Regions from separate parts of the Mus musculus genome. Here regions 2 and 3 are each linked to region 1. Evidence: chromatin contacts called from public HiChIP or PLAC-seq and Micro-C data. All regions are on one chromosome and are shown on one strand. The core of a region is the stretch at or near the end of the contact, and the rest is flanking DNA. Distances in the headings are between cores, read along the strand shown.

What was found. Hi-C and Micro-C count contacts between places; a contact is called where the count stands out from the background. HiChIP or PLAC-seq counts read pairs in DNA pulled down with a chosen protein or histone mark.
Region 2: a contact with region 1 is called in an HNF4G HiChIP or PLAC-seq map of pancreatic cancer cells. The contact joins the promoter of Wbp11 here to the enhancer-like site in region 1. A contact is called at or near these places in 6 of 39 promoter capture datasets (Sertoli cells, embryonic stem cells, liver and 2 more), 6 of 484 Hi-C or Micro-C datasets (LSK cells, the N1E-115 cell line, embryonic stem cells and 2 more), 11 of 115 datasets of contacts at active chromatin or transcription factors (DN3 thymocytes, embryonic stem cells, epiblast stem cells and 3 more) and 4 of 9 other capture datasets (adipose tissue, embryonic stem cells, liver and 1 more).
Region 3: a contact with region 1 is called in a Micro-C map of the HL-1 cell line, with 2.5 times the contacts expected there. The contact joins two enhancer-like sites. A contact is called at or near these places in 5 of 39 promoter capture datasets (the 3T3-L1 cell line, cranial neural crest, hippocampal neurons and 2 more), 6 of 484 Hi-C or Micro-C datasets (the HL-1 cell line, adipose-derived mesenchymal stem cells, brain and 3 more), 6 of 115 datasets of contacts at active chromatin or transcription factors (T-cell acute lymphoblastic leukemia, double positive thymocytes, embryonic fibroblasts and 3 more) and 3 of 9 other capture datasets (adipose tissue, liver and pancreatic islet).

What each region holds. Positions count from the first base shown.
Region 1 is chr6:136,609,023-136,614,004 of GRCm38.p6, forward strand. It overlaps Plbd1 (phospholipase B domain containing 1), which reads right to left. Exons shown (of 11, transcript NM_025806.2): 9 at 4,770-4,955; 10 at 3,715-3,821; 11 at 3,049-3,326. The coding sequence ends at 3,156. It also overlaps a transcript of Atf7ip not described here. Among named protein-coding and RNA genes, the nearest start is that of Gm40409, 19 kb to the right of the region's middle. Within about 2 kb of position 2,724, at least 20 of the 459 cell types and tissues checked have an H3K27ac peak or open chromatin away from gene starts, as enhancers often do. A contact at or near this core is called in the HL-1 cell line and pancreatic cancer cells, where this site is marked.
Region 2 is chr6:136,826,319-136,831,300 of GRCm38.p6, forward strand. Wbp11 (WW domain binding protein 11) reads right to left here and starts at 1,898. Exons shown (of 12, transcript NM_021714.4): 1 at 1,702-1,898. It overlaps BC049715 (cDNA sequence BC049715), which reads left to right and starts at 2,525. Exons shown (of 3, transcript NM_178776.3): 1 at 2,525-2,751; 2 at 4,583-4,678. It overlaps Smco3 (single-pass membrane protein with coiled-coil domains 3), which reads right to left. Exons shown (of 2, transcript NM_001039558.2): 2 at 3,613-4,982. The coding sequence ends at 4,879.
Region 3 is chr6:136,465,484-136,470,465 of GRCm38.p6, forward strand. All of the region lies in intron 1 of Gm36897 (predicted gene, 36897), which reads left to right. Among named protein-coding and RNA genes, the nearest start is that of Gm36897, 4.3 kb to the left of the region's middle. Within about 2 kb of position 2,033, at least 383 of the 459 cell types and tissues checked have an H3K27ac peak or open chromatin away from gene starts, as enhancers often do. A contact at or near this core is called in the HL-1 cell line and pancreatic cancer cells, where this site is marked.

The DNA of each region.
Region 1 (4,982 bases), core at 1,474-3,973:
TACTTGGGTGTTTTTTTGTCAAAGGAAAAAAAAAAAATCCCAAATAGTGGCTCTAGATGTAGATTTACTGTAGAAAGTAATTACGGAAACCTGTTTATTCCAGATTGGAAAGAAGGTATAGACAGAAACGAGTTGGGAAGAGGAAATGCACTTGTGGATCGGCTCCTCAGCTCACCGAGCAGGACGCGTGCCTCGGGCAGCAGTGGTGCTGGCTTCCCGGAGTGTGCGCCGCTTACACGAGGCAGAATGTGGGTGCTGAGGGGCCTTGGCTTTTTCTTTGGCTGTCTGTGGGGAGAGTGGGGGACAGTTTCCACCCTGGGATCTCTTCTCAAAGTGTTATAAAGAAGCTCCATTGTCCCATTTTGGGGGATTCAAGTTTGCTACATTTTTTAGCCTGACAATACTGGTAAGTGTTGTCTTAGTGGGAGTCCTGGAAACTTCTGGAATCTGTAGATGAAGCGACAGATGCTTCTCGAGTAACTAGCAGTGACAGCTGTCTGTCACTCCCTCATTTGCACTTTGTCTGAGTACTTTTCACCCTGTTTTAAGTGTGAGTAAGCCTCTTTATGTTCTGGCGAATGGCATACAGAAGCAGCTTGTTGTAGCAGTTCACTTTACACGGTGGCTCTGTCCCTGGCTCCAGGCTCCAGTCCATCCTTCTACATCTGCAGAGTGCTTTCTGTACTGTGTGATGCAGTATGACTTTATGAAAGGAACAGAGCTTTCTTCCTTGGAAATACCTGTTGGGATAGCATTTGCCTCACAGAGCAGTGTTCCCCCCCCCCCCACCTATGCCAGATAAAGGATACTTTTGCAAGCGTGAGGCATCTCTTCAGAGCTCTCTTCCAGTGTTGGACAGGTGTTCTGGGGGCTTGCTCCAATCGCTTTAAATATCCTCCCAGTTGCCACTTAGTGTGACATGGCAGGGATGCCCATTTCTTCCCTGGTGTCTCCCAGTACTGTCTGATTTAGAATGCTCTGTGTGGCATCCTCTCTTGACAGGCTGTGATTTCACCCCGTAGGTACCACAAAGAAAGCCTTTCAAGTGTTCTCCTGACTCCGTAGGCCATTTCCGTATCCTCAATATGGTCAAATTTTCCCACTTCCCAGTGATTGGGTGGCCTGGTTGGCTCTCATGGAACTACACATGTCCTTGTGCTATAGGCAATAACTGTGTAATCATGTGTGAGTCTGTCTTCCTTAATCATTTTCAGGGCAAATGGCTTTAAAAAAATATTTAAGGGACACATAAAGATTAGAGCAATTATGAGGGGTTTGTTGGAGCAGGAGACTAATTTGTAAAACTCATCGCCTTGAGTCAGCAGAGAGGGAGGAGGTGAAGTCACTGCTCCCATCTGCCAATGACTGTCATGTTTGAGCTTTTGTTTTGTGTTTTCTATGTTAGCCTTACTCTGAATACCTACCTATCATTTAAATATTTAAATGTATTTTCTCTCCCTTCTTCTTTTTGTAAATAAGGGAACAAAGCAATCAAACACCTTCTGGGGGATCCTAGCTTGAGGATTTTATCAACCATTTCAAATGTAAATGTGAAAATCAGTCCCTGTAGGAAACTCGCATCCGAATTTCTGTTTGTTGCAGTTGAAAATGTAAATAAGATGCTGTAAGACCCTCCTTAAGGTCTAATGCTAACTGGGCAGTAGCAGGTTGGTTGCCCTATTTTTATTAGGTTTTGAAGGTTTTCATTTTCTTTCTTTCCTAAATGTACAGTAGAATGGTGTCCGTGTGTAAGTGTCGACTGTAGTGGGGTTTGTCCAGCAAGCCTGAACTTTATACTTTGAAATAAATGACTGAGTTTTTAACATTCTGAGTACCCTGACTCATTCCAAGAGTTCTCAGTCCTTGTGTTTCTTTAAAAACTCCCACTTCCATCACAAAAACCCCTTGCTCCCTGTTCAGTGCCTTGTTCAGCAGTTCCCTCCCTGGTACTCCACCCAGATGTTGTGCCCTGGCTTTGGGAAAGTAGGAGTTACACAGAACTGCTACTTGGTTAGATACGGTGTTTTCAACTAGTGAGAGAGAACAGCATGTCTAACCTGCTGCCCATTAACAACCAGGAAGGATCCTTCCCCTGTTAGCAGCAGGGGAAGGAGAAAGACCGCGGGAAATGCAGGTGTCTCTAACAGGCCTTCGTCCTGCCTCCAGCTCCACTTGAACTTGGTTCTAGCTTGAACTGTGATTGATGTTTGCAGGCCTAAAAGGAGAACAGTGAACTGAGACAGGGTTTCTGTATCCTTCTGTGTATTTGTTTCATACATGTTTATTCTGTAGCTTTCTACCCTTCAGGAAATGTTTGCTGTTAAACAACTCTATGGAAAATGGATGTGTGTAGGGCGATGGACCATGCCAGGAAACTTGGTAAGGTTGCGTGGGTTCTGAGACCCAGGTACCCATCTGCGGATTGTAGGCATCTCCCTGCTCCCTGCCATATTCCTGGCCTGGAACACATGACCACGCTCCCCACAGTGGTCTTGTAGATCAGAACAGAGTTCTCCATGCTAATGAAATAGCTGGATGGGCCCTGGGCGTTTAGCCAATTAGCTTCCCTTCTCAGACATTCCTTCCTGCAAAAGGTACCTAATCTCTGGTCCATCCTGAGGAAGTGGTGTTTTCCATGATGAACAGTCAATAAACAATTTGAAACCAAGGACTGACTCATCAAGAACTCCCATGGGCAGCAAGGAGACAGGCTTCATCTACAGAGCCTCGCTGTCCAAGTCTCTGGCAGAAGGCCCCTTCAGCTCCCTGACTCACTGCTGCTAGGCTAGAGTTCCCCCATTCATTCCCCAGCGCCCATGGGCCCCCAACTCCCCGTGACTGCTAATGGCATCTGGATGTCCAGTTTAGGAGCCCCTGGCCCAGGGCTCCTCAGGAGTCAGGGAGCTGCAGCCCCAGCCTATGTCGTGTCTCACTTGGGCTGAGGCCCCATCCAAGGCTGCGTTCTTCCACCTCGAGTGGTGAATCGGCACTTGGCATTTCGCCCGACCAAGCGGCATTCCCAGCAAGGCTAAACGCAGGACCACAGATGGGAATTTAATATTTTTTATTAAGAGTACAGATGGGAAAATACAGCTAAGAGTGCCTTTGGTGTCCTATTCGCAGCTTTCTGTCATCTCTATGTCTCACTTTTTGTCCTATGACAAAATTGGTTTCATGGTAACAAAATTAAAGTCAAAGACTTCTGGCATCCCCCGATGGAGCGTGTCATTGAACCGATTCCAGTTAAAAGGCGGGAGTCCATCTTGTACCGTGGGACCACTAATGGCATAGGCTTTATACTGAGATGCAAGAAAGATGTCTGCCACCTGGAAAAAGAGAGGAAAACATTTGAGAAGACCATCTAAAATTTGACTGTGTAATCTTCATTCGCCCTTCTTAAGGTGGAGTGTGGTTTGTTTATTTTATTTAACGAGTATTTGTCTATGAGAGTATATATGTGTACCAAGCCTGCAGTACCAGTAGAAGCCTGAAGAGGGTAGTAGATATCCCAGAATTGGAGTTCAGATGGTTGTTAGCCAGCGTATGAATGCTGAGAATCTACCAAAAATCTGTAGAGCCAGGTGTAGTTATATACAAAGCTGCTTCCTGAATTTAATATGTGGTTGGACAAACTGGGTTATGCTACAAAAACATCTTGCCTCTGGCCTAACTCCTTGTTAGGAGTAAATTGGAAAGCATCAGAGTGTCTATTACCTTGGTGTCATAGCATCCTCCAGGGCTTGGACTGGCTCCATTCAGGTCCTCACGACAGCAGATGGTACTGCAGGGATCCCCCTTGCTGTAGGGGTCCTCTTTATAATCTAGGAGACACAGTGGTGAGGAAGAAGAGATATGGGCTACTCTGAGATATACTTAGCAAGATTTTGTATCTATCCATGCCTGGGTCATTAAAGAGCATATCCCACTGGCCTCCCCAGCCCAGCCTGCTTCTAGATACAGAGATCGCTTGAGGATTGCACTAGGAAGTACAAATCCCCAGTCCTGGGGCAGCCCCGAAGAACCATACCCCAAAGAGGAAAGGGGGAGGGGATGGAGAAGGAGAAAGAGAGAGAGGGAGAAGGTAACTCTCACCACTTTCCACAGATGAAGTACAAACTAGGCTTGGAAAGTCTTCACCAAAAGAAAGCACTTAATGAGTATTCTTAGCTGCCTTTGTACTTGGGAGGTGTGCTAGCAGGAGGCCGGGTGATGCTAAGGAGATAGCCCTATGTGGATTATTTCTGTATTTTACATGTTTGTGTTCTTGTTTTTTCTTTTTAGGGGGAGTGGGATGTGATGGGTCAGGCAAAAATAAAATCTGTAGAGCCAGGTGTGGTTCCAACACTCAGGAGGCAGGGCCGGGTTGATGAAGAATTCAGTTTTTGTGTCTGTATCTGTGCTAACAAGGCTGTGTGCACATAAGCATACCATGGTGTGCTTGTGGAGGTCAGAAGAAAAGCTGTGCAAGTCAGTTCTCTCCTTCTACTGTGTGGGTCTAGAGGGTCAAACTCAGGTCAGTAGGCTTGACAAAAAGTGCCCTCATCTGCTGAGCCACCCTACCAGCCTTTCAGAAATCTCTCTGAGGCTTTATAAAGGAAGCAACGGCTCTATTTGTTGAGCCATATGTGTACAGCATTAGTAGTATCCGATATTGACTTCAGTAATTTCTTATAATTCTCTCTCGTACAGAGATGGCGGACTTACACAATTCTTATTTCACAGGGAAGAGAAGGGGTTTTGCAGAGTGACTCAACAAATGTGCTACGTACTGTTGTATCGCATGATATATTTCATGGAGGCCATGTCCGTCACGTTCCCTTGGTCACGCCTGAAGATTTTGGCACGTGGAGCTAAGTCATAAGAGTAGTCCAAGCCCAGCTTGTGAACCAGCAGAGGGTAGCCACTCCAGTTGTAGATTGTTTTGTGGAAAGGGATATTATAGGAAGCCCAGTATCCTGATGTGGAATGGAAGAGAAAGGTAG
Region 2 (4,982 bases), core at 648-3,147, 220 kb after region 1:
CTGTATAGCTAGCCCTGGCTGTCCTGGAACTCACTCTGTAGACCAGGCTGGCCTCGAACTCAGAAATCCGCCTGCCTCTGCCTCCCAAGTGCTGGGATTAAAGGCGTGCGCCACCACGCCCGGCTTTCTTTACCTTTCTTGACCACAAAGAAAAGGCTAGTATCTGTACTAGTCAACACAGTGAGAATATCATTAACTACTCAAAAGTTTAACCCTTTCCTATGGATTATATAGTGCTGTTAACTGAATAAAGAAATCAACAAGAACTTTGCACTTATAATGCTATTGTTTGGAATATAGACTGAGCCATATGAGACGATCTCAAAACAAACCAAAACCAATTGAGAAATATTCTAACAATGCAATGCAAACCCTGAGGACATCTTTCCGACCTGTATAAGGGGATATGAAACAGGAGTGGAGATAATGAATCTGGGTTAAAGACAAATACATGCTCTTTACTTTCTCCTTAGACTGCTCATTCCACACGCCAGATGGCAAAATGCAATCCATTCAAACATATTTATCTTGATTTAATACCAAATCAAATGATTTATGACTCTCAAACAAAAGAAATAAAAAATGAAGTATTAGAACTCCTCAAACTTAACATTAAAGTATATTCTTACTAGCACATATGACTCCTGATTTATGTATTTTGAGGGAATTAAAAGTGGTAGTCACGGTAGGGAAATATTTTAAGGCCAGGCTTTCATTATTATCACTTCTTTCTCTTCCATTCCAAATGAATGAAACTTCCAAAAATTAGCCTTGCCCATAGTAAAAAAAGGAACAAATATTTCCTGTTCAAAGTGTGCGACACTTTCCTACAGGCTACATCTCCTGTGGCTCCCCCTTTAAGCATTAAACAAATCTACTTTCTTTCTACATTAGGAAAGGGAAGATCCCGAGGTAAATTTGAGACTCTAATTCCCTTGGCTCCTTAGGTGGGACTCTGTAAGTTGTTTTAGTTAATGCTTTTTTTCATCAAGCGTTCAGCTGGCCGGCTCCCTGCTGCTTCCCAGATATTTCAGAACTGATCGGTGTCGATTATGTCATTACAGATGTTTCTCTATCAGAAAGCAGAAGGGGCAGGAGTTTGGGAAGAAGGGAAGAGAAGGGTACTGACTATAGGGAACTACAAAAAGGCACGGATACAACAAATTCTATTTTTGATCTTTTCTTTAGTGTTTCCCTTCTTAAACCAGCCTCGGGCTCTCGTTTTGACGCCATCCCATCACACACACCTAAAAACCAATCAGCTACGAGTCAAGGAGAATTTTTACAAGACCATAGTGCCTCTGCCTGCAAACGTTGGCAGAGACAAGGTCAAAAGACCATGGGAACCCAGGCAGCACAAACGCAACCCGACCGGTCCGGTCCGGTCCGGGTCCACTCCAGGAGGCCTCACAGCAACTGCCGAAACCATAGCGACGGTTGATAGCGACTCGAGCGGCTAGACGTCAGCCCGCCGCCACCGGTCGCCGCACTCGGGCGGTGGGTCTGACCCGGCGGGAGATCCCGCCCGAGAACCCGTCGGACGCAGTGCCAGGCCGGCCCCGAGCCCTGAAACCCGAGGCTCCCGCCACCCCGGGCCCAGCGGAGGAAGAGCGCGGCCTCTGGGCCTGGTGTTTCAGAGAAGGCTTCGCAGGCCCCGGGGAGGGTCGCGGAAAACGGAGCACCGAGTCCCCACGCACTCACACGACTGCGAGGCTCCCGGGACGGCGAGAGCAGCTAGCGGGCGGTCCCGGAGGACTCTCTGCGAAGGGGCCTTCACCTCTGCCCCTCGGTCAACCACCCGGGAACCGCCATCTTGAAACCTCGCGCCCCTCCGCCAGCTCACGTCACTTCCTGTTCCCGCTGGCCGCGATCTCACCGCGTTGCCAGGCACTGGGCCCATAGAGCGAATACAACAACTTCAGAGCCAGAGGTACTTCCGCTCTCATTCACTATCCGATTGGATAACTATAGGCCAAGAGACCCGCCTCATTCCAGAGTATTGTAGATTGACACTAATATAACCCAATAGAAATAAAAAGTAAGGAAGCTGCTATTTGATTGGCCAATTGTTCTCAGAATTCTGACGCATTTCCGCAACTGCTTCTCTCTGGGGACACACTAGGTAGCGGTATGCGTACGCTTCTGTGTCGGCCATTGGATCTGTGTTAGTTGTCGTGTGTAAATGGATGCTGTTTTTCAGGAATGCTTCCATAGAAAACAAGTTAGGTAATAACACTGGGCACCGAGTCTAAGGTGCTCAGCAAACATCAGCCCTCTAAACCTACAGCATGTGATGAACTGAACAAATAGTTCCTAGGGGAGACTCATAAATCTACACGAAAATGTATATTTTAAAAGAGAAACGGTACATTTGTCGATTTTCCAGAGGAGAAGTTATTACATAACACTTCAAATGAACTTTGCATCAACCCAAACTCCTTTATGATGTCATTGCACACTCTAGATTTATCTGAAGTCTTCCTTTGAGGGTTCTCTAGAGTCACAGAACTTGTGGATAGTCTCTATATAGAAAGGGACTTTGTTATGATGACTTACGGTCTGTAGTCCACCTCCCCAACAATGGTCAGCTGTGAATGGGAAGTCCAAGGATCTAGGAGTTGCTCAGTCCCACCAGGCTAGTAGATTCCAACTGATGGGCTGGCAAGTAAATGCAAGCAGAGGAGGAAGAGAAAAACTTCCATCTTCCAATGTCTTATAGATCTCCAGAAGAAGGTGTGGTTCAGATTAAAGGTGTGTACCGCCACGCCTGGATCTGGGCCTTGTACTCAGAGATCTTACCTTACTCTCCTGGGGATACATAGCCACTATGCCTCAAGATTTCCATGCCAAGATCAAGGTCAGAAACTTGTATTTCCCAGCCTCAAGATCTGGATCACAGGTGAACCTTCCAATTCTGGATTGTGGTTTGTTCTAGATATAGCTGATAACCAGAAATAGCTATTATATTTCCCTTCTACATCCCCATTCCTTAAGACTCCTCCCCATCCTTTCCCCTTAAAGGTAAGCATTTAAAACGAAATCTTCATAAAGTGTGAACTTGGTCTGTCTCGAAAAAAAACCAAAAAGCAAAACAAAACAACAAAAAACCAAAAACAAAAAAACACAAATCAAAAAACCAAAAACACCCTCACACTTGGTTATTTTTCAACTTAGTTTCAGCATCCTTAACAGAAAAGGTCCTAAGGGAATTTTTGACATCAAGTACTTTGAAAGAACTGATTGAGGTGTATATTAATTTTTAGGATGTTGTAGATAGGCACTAATGTTACAATGAATTAATAACCAATAGAACATTTACAATTTATATTAAAACAAATGTGTTCCCTAACAATGTAACATCAGTACCATACTAAAACTACCTTTGACTTAGTGGGAAAAAAAATAAGTATTCAATAAATAATCTGGGCTGGCCACCATCTCCCTATCCCTCTGTCTCATTGTTTAGATGGATTGAATTACAGTTAGAAGCCTTGATGCCTGGGAATGTCATTAATTCTTGTTTTGATTACTCTTTGAGTGTCAGTAATAGCAAGACCTATTAGTTCATAAAATAAAAACCAGGTAATAAATTTAGAAAGTGACACAAATTGTGATATTTTGAAACTAATTTATAAAACCAGTGATAACATAGAAATTAATACATTTGGAAAAGTTATGTGGCTAGTTAAAATTCTTCATCTGCTTGTAAAATTTTCCTGAGATATACTGGATACTTTATACCAATGATTTATTTTTGTCTTTGCGTTAAAAACCAAACGACTATAACCAGGACTATCTCAACATTGTTACATACAATGGTTTTTGAAGTAGACCCTAAAAACGGCTTAGTGAGAATGGTTAGATAAAGGTTTAGAAAACAAATGCTGTATCTAGAGAAACTAAGTTCCATCAATAGGCCTCCATGGCCTCTCCTTTTCCTGAGTTCAGGAGGCAATTAACATAGGTCTGCAAATGCTTTATGGGGCAGAGGGAGCTGCCTCTTTTTGGTGGTACTGAAAATAAAATTATCCCCCTGAAAAATAGAAATTAATTACTTTCCTTTAATCAACAAATTCTTAACAGGGAGTGAGCCTTTTTCTTCACTCTAACATATTTTATGCAGGGATCACTGCATTTTATGCCTTGTTTTGTTTACAATGTTCCACACACTTTGACCACTCAAGAGATAGATGACAAACAGGTGGTCAATATTGACTGCATTACAGACAACATTTATTATCTCATCCTTTCCCAATCCATCCAGCCACGCTTTGAACTGAGGAGAACCTCGCAGATGCATGGCTTTCGTTCATTCTGGAACATAATGTTGTTGAGGTTGCTCTGCCTTCATTTCCGGGTGGCAGACAATTGTATTTAATCTGGTGGAAGAAAATGTTGATATGATTTTGCAGTCTTTTCCAGTTCACAAACAACTGTTTTTGATCTGGGGGTAAAAATAACAGCACTATGTATGTTTTACTTGAAGGTCACAGGTCTGTGTCTAGTCAGATGTTATTAAGTCTGTCTTATTAGACATTAAGTGATGTTTGAAACAGGAAATGGGAATGGTCTCTCCATTTAGCAGGAATATTTGAAGACATTTGCTGCGAACAAGGAAGCAATAGCCTGTGCCTGCTGGTCTATGATGCCTTTACACCTCAGTGGTTCTGACAACAGGGTAAGAAAACTGGATAGAGCTTTATCCCCTGAGGGTCTACTACAGCTGGTTTGGACACTCACTGTTGACCTAAGACCCAAGCACCCCAAATTGTTTATCTGTATCCACGTTGTTGGAGACAAATGGAAAATTACCCTAAAGAAATAAGCATGGTGCCAGAGAGGGCAGCACAAAGTATCCCAGTGTAGACACCTGCCTGTTCATCTTAGCTGGCGCTTCACAGCAGTGGCAACCTCAGTGATAGCATGATGGTACTTTGCTGAGGCAGCCTTGAACTCCTCCAGGTGCTTCTCATAACTTTTGA
Region 3 (4,982 bases), core at 783-3,282, 140 kb before region 1:
GAGACCCCGCCTCAAAGGAATAGGACTGAAAAGGAAAAAGATGCCCTGGAACCCTCCTCTGGCATCTACTCGCACGTGTGCGTGCGCACGCACACACACTTAAAAATCTTAAATTCAAACAGCAGCTCAGAGAATACAGAACAGAGACACATCTCCAAAGTCTTCTCTAGAGCTTTTAGAACTATAGAATGAATCCAAGAAAGCCAGGGTGGGGCTGTAACTCGGTTGGTAGGGTATTTACATAGCATCCACAAAGCCCAGAAGTCAATCCTCAACACCAAATAATCTGGGGATGGCGGCCCATGAATATAAGTCTAGGACTCAGAAGTCGGAGGCAGGAGGCCAATCTGGGCTAAAGAGCATGCCTCAAACAGGAAGAAATAAAAATAGAAGAGGAGAGAGAAAGAAATTATAGCTTCAATAAATTACTCCTGGGCGTGGCTGACAACCAGAGAAGAAGTGACACCTGGGACACAGGCTCAGGACCATGCAAACTGCCACTTGAAGTTCTGGGGCTTTTAAATGTAGCACAGCCAAGGCCGCCTGTGGCCAGCAGAGGGAGTTCTTTTAGAAGATGGAATGGTAAGGCGTTTCTCCCCCGGAACAAAGGAAGTATTGTTGGAGGTGGGGGTGGGAGCACCACGCAGGCAAGCAATCTCATGCTCAGACAACACCCCTGGAATCCAGTTCCACCTCAGGATGAATCAAGTACCACTGAGGAGAAAACACAGACTGCCGGGGCTACAGGCTTGTTTATCAGGACGTCAGGAGCTCAACTGCGAGGAGTCAGCTGAAAGCTCTCACCCCAGGAAAGACACCCCAGAGCCCAGGACAGAAAAGGCATAGAAGGTCAAGTGTCCAAAAAGCCACGTGATAGGAAAAGAAGACTCCAGGAAGTGATAGGCCTGGGCCAAGAGAATGTATTTGAATTTGATCCATCTGTTCAACACATATTTATTCCTTGCTTTTTAGCAGGTACGGTGTCACAAGCCAGTTGTTCAATTTTGATCAGAAGGACATGGCTTAAGGGGAATATAAAGCTTAAAGGAGGAGACAGGGAACCTATAGAACAAGCACACCATGTGAGGGCGCACGCGTGCACACCACTGCAGTGTACTGTAACCAAGTAGACTGGGAGGAGGAAGGAGGCCAAGTGTTCCGCCAGGCCCAGGGAGGAAAGGCCTGAAACCAGAGAGGATGAGATGCCAGGGCGCCTGTGGATCGCCAGCTTATAGAGCAGATAATGAGGGTGGCCTAAAGAGCCCACTGGACCATCAGAAGGCCAGAGGCCATACCTTAATTTCTACCTTTCTAGAATCCCCTCTAAGGTTTCACATTCTGGAAAGTTCTATATAGATATTTTGTGCCTTCCTACAATAATTACTTAGCACTCCTGAATCTCAGAGGACCAAATTCAATGGATGCATTCACATTTATCTCATACCCATTTTCAGGATTCCGGGAAACCAAAGGTACCTACAGCAGACTCTATCCGGCAGAGAGAGAGGAAGGGAGCAGGAAGGGAGCAAGTGTCAACCTTCCCTTTCTTATAAATAAATAGCTTCTCTAGGTTGCCTGCTACAATTGGCCTTTTCCCAGAACTTTATGCTCCACTGAAATTACTTAAATAAACAACTTTGGGTTTTGTTTTGCAAAATGCAGGGTTTCATGTACCTCAGACCGGCCTCAAACTGCTTACATAACCTTGAACTCCTGATCAACACACCCACCTCCTGAGGGTTGCTGCCACTCACCACCTTCGCGACTCTGGTTCTTAACACAGGAGAAAAAAGGCTGTTCCCAGCCCTTGACTCCGGATTTAGGGCTAAACTTTAACTAATTAATTTATAGTTAATCCCATGAACTATTATAGAAGCATTTCAAATGCCATGCATAGGAATAAGAAGAGATGCATATGAAACAGGCAGAATGAAGCATCCTCAGCTAGGCGGCCAGGCATTTTGGGTTTGGACAAGAAACTGCTCAGCAGCTTTCTGACAGCTTCACACACTACCTGAACTGGCCAGCAGAGGGCGACGAGGGAGCCGTCAGACACAACATGGAGCCACACCCAGATCATGGTTGCTTTTTCTAGTGTCTCTTCCGGAGTTCTCAAAAAAACTCGAAATAAGAAATTCTTGTCAAAGAAAAAAGAATGAGAGAAATCGAGACGATCTTTTTATTGAGATAATAGCATAAACATACGACTACTGGGCATTTTCAAGTGGACAAACCTGGGGGAATTTCACTTCAGCATCATGCTACATGCCTGTCTAATCCCAGACATAAGAAACGCCTGCGTGTGATATAGCTAAAATTCACAAATCTCTCAGCAGTGTTTTGACCTGAATCTGTCACATCCCCACTTTGCCCCTACCCACATTCTGGGAAGAATCCTGCTCTTCCCTCACCCGGCAACCCCCAGTCAGCCTCCTGTATCTTACAGTTCACACCATCTGATCCAGGGGTAAAGTTACAACTGGAAAAACAAACCCATCTGCGTCCTTCAGTTCTTCCTCTGGCACGTCTACAGTTGCGGAAGGCAGTGAGCACAGATACTGTTCCCCAGCTCTGAATGGTAATAAAAATTATCAAATTCTTTTACCTTACAGTTAATGAAATGGAAATGAGCAATGAACTCTACCCAAAACCTTAAGTCAGTGATGAGAAATGTAGTTGTTTCTGGGCCTGTCTGAGCATCATTTGAAGCGCACCATGTTAACTGATAAGATAACAACTCAGAAATAACTAATATCATAAAGCCAAAAGGCTTACAACCTAGATCCATTAAAAAAAAAAGAATTTAATTTAATCTACTTCATAGTTTTTTTGTTTTGTTTTGTTTTGGGGGGGTTGTTTGTTTTGTTTTTTAAGAAAAAGGGAATGGGGGTGGGGTGGGTGGGAGATTGTTGTAGGACACTGGATTGAGGGAGGGCGGGAGGTGTAGAGAATGGGGCGGTTCCGCCCTAACAAAGAGGCAGAAACTGTGTCTCAACAGCCACCAAATCCAGTTCAGGGCGGTTTGAGCCAGTTTCTGAGCTGGATTGAGAACAACAGCCACAGGCTGAGACTTCACTAGGGTGAAATGGAAAATCTAGCATGGATTTTACAGACAGACCTGAACTGGACGGGGACTTGCTGGAACCTAAACCCAGTTCCTGGGGTGGCAAAGTCAGATGAAATACCAGGCCTGGTGCCGGATCGGTTGCATATCATCGCAGAGAAAGTTCAGAGTCGGGACTCTCTGTTGAGATCCGGTCCACATTTTCCCTCCTGCTGCTTCTGACTGTAGCTGGTGAGGGAAAAAGGGCCCCAGGATATCAGTTTTCAGAGAGCTGGCCAAGGCCTTGGGGGGAGGGGAGGACTTTGCGGCCTGGTTTATTGCCTGTGCTGGAGAGTGGGGGCGGGGAGGGAGGTAGGAGGGTCTGAAACACTGAGAGGAGCACTTCACACCCTGCATGCAGTTCACACCATTTTCCAACACCTATGTTTGCATATCTTTGCAAAGCACAAAACACACAACCCCCCCATGCCTATGGTACACCCGGCTAACAATTGGATGACAACATCTTCTGCCCCAGGCGTTGACAATGCATGTGCCCAGTTGGGCCAAAGTGCTCTCCTTCTGTGTCCCCAAATACACACATGCTGTACACACCTCAACTCAAAGCAACAGCAATCTCAGACGACACTGGAATGATGGTTAAGTCTTTGACCGGCTCCCCTCCCCCAGCTGGTTGTCCAGCAGCCCCCAGGGTGAGCGACTCCAGGAGCAGCTGCCACCCAGTTGAACCGGATGTCGTCCAGTGTGCACTTCCTAAGGCCACACAGGGGTCAGAGGATTCCCAGACAGCTACCACCCCTCCACCTTAAAAATCTCCCAGGACTTTGAGGAGTTCTAGAACCTAGACAAAGCCCAGGTCAGTCTCGTTTGGAAAGGAGGAGGAGGAGTGTGGAACCTCTCCTCTTGAATGTCCCCAAATGGTTGGAATCTTTCAGGGTCAGCAAGGGAGCACCTGGAGTCTTAGAAGCCAGTCTGCTCTGGGAATGGGGGAGGGGAGTTCCTTTGGTGTGTCTGTGGGTGTTGAGACGTTGAGGGAGAAGACTGGGAGACCCAGGGCTGAAATGTCGACATGCCATTCCTTCTGTTACTCTTAGACATCTGGAGAGACGGTTGGAACCCAGCCTACTTTGCATTATTTATGTGTGACCTTTGAAGCAGGGGACGCTTGTTACTGGCAGGCATTCTCTATCTGTTGCTTATTGCACAAGTATTGACTAAGTCCTTACATAGAAATGGCAGTATCAAGTGCGCCGGTATGGACCCTATTTGTTTGTATGGTTGTTGCTTGGCAAAGAGGTGGCTGACTTTACGGAGAGCAGCACTTTTATGTGACGATGTAGTAACCCACAAAAGAGATTAGCAGGAGAAATCATTAGAAGCCCCACACAGTACCATGCATTTCATATCTTACATGAGCCTAGCCACTGTACATCCCTGAGAGCGAACGGCATTGCTGTTCCCATTTTAGAGATGAGAAAAATAAAGTTCGAAAGGATCAGGTAGTGTTACTGATCTATAAAACCTGTCAGAGAAAGATATTGGCTCCAAAATCCGTTCTTTTAACCTGACTCTATGCCGCCATCATGGTGTCAAATGCTTGCCAGCATTTCTAAAGCGCCTACTGTGTGACAACCTACTCTGGGTGGAAGACACGGTCCTGGTGACGCTGATGAGAAGATGGTCCCTGCCTTCAGCAAGCTTTCAATCTACTGACTTTTGTTCCAAGAAAATCTCGGGCCTGGCAAGCGCAGGGCTTTATTTTCGGACTCAAAGGCCATCTGGGAAACTTGAACTTCCCAGCATTCCCGTGCAGTGCTGGGTGTGGGGAGGCCTGGAAACCGGGAGTGACCTGGTAACAGCAGGCACCAGACAGGCTAACAGCCTGGCTGCCTGGAAATGGGCAGGGCCTGGCCCGGGG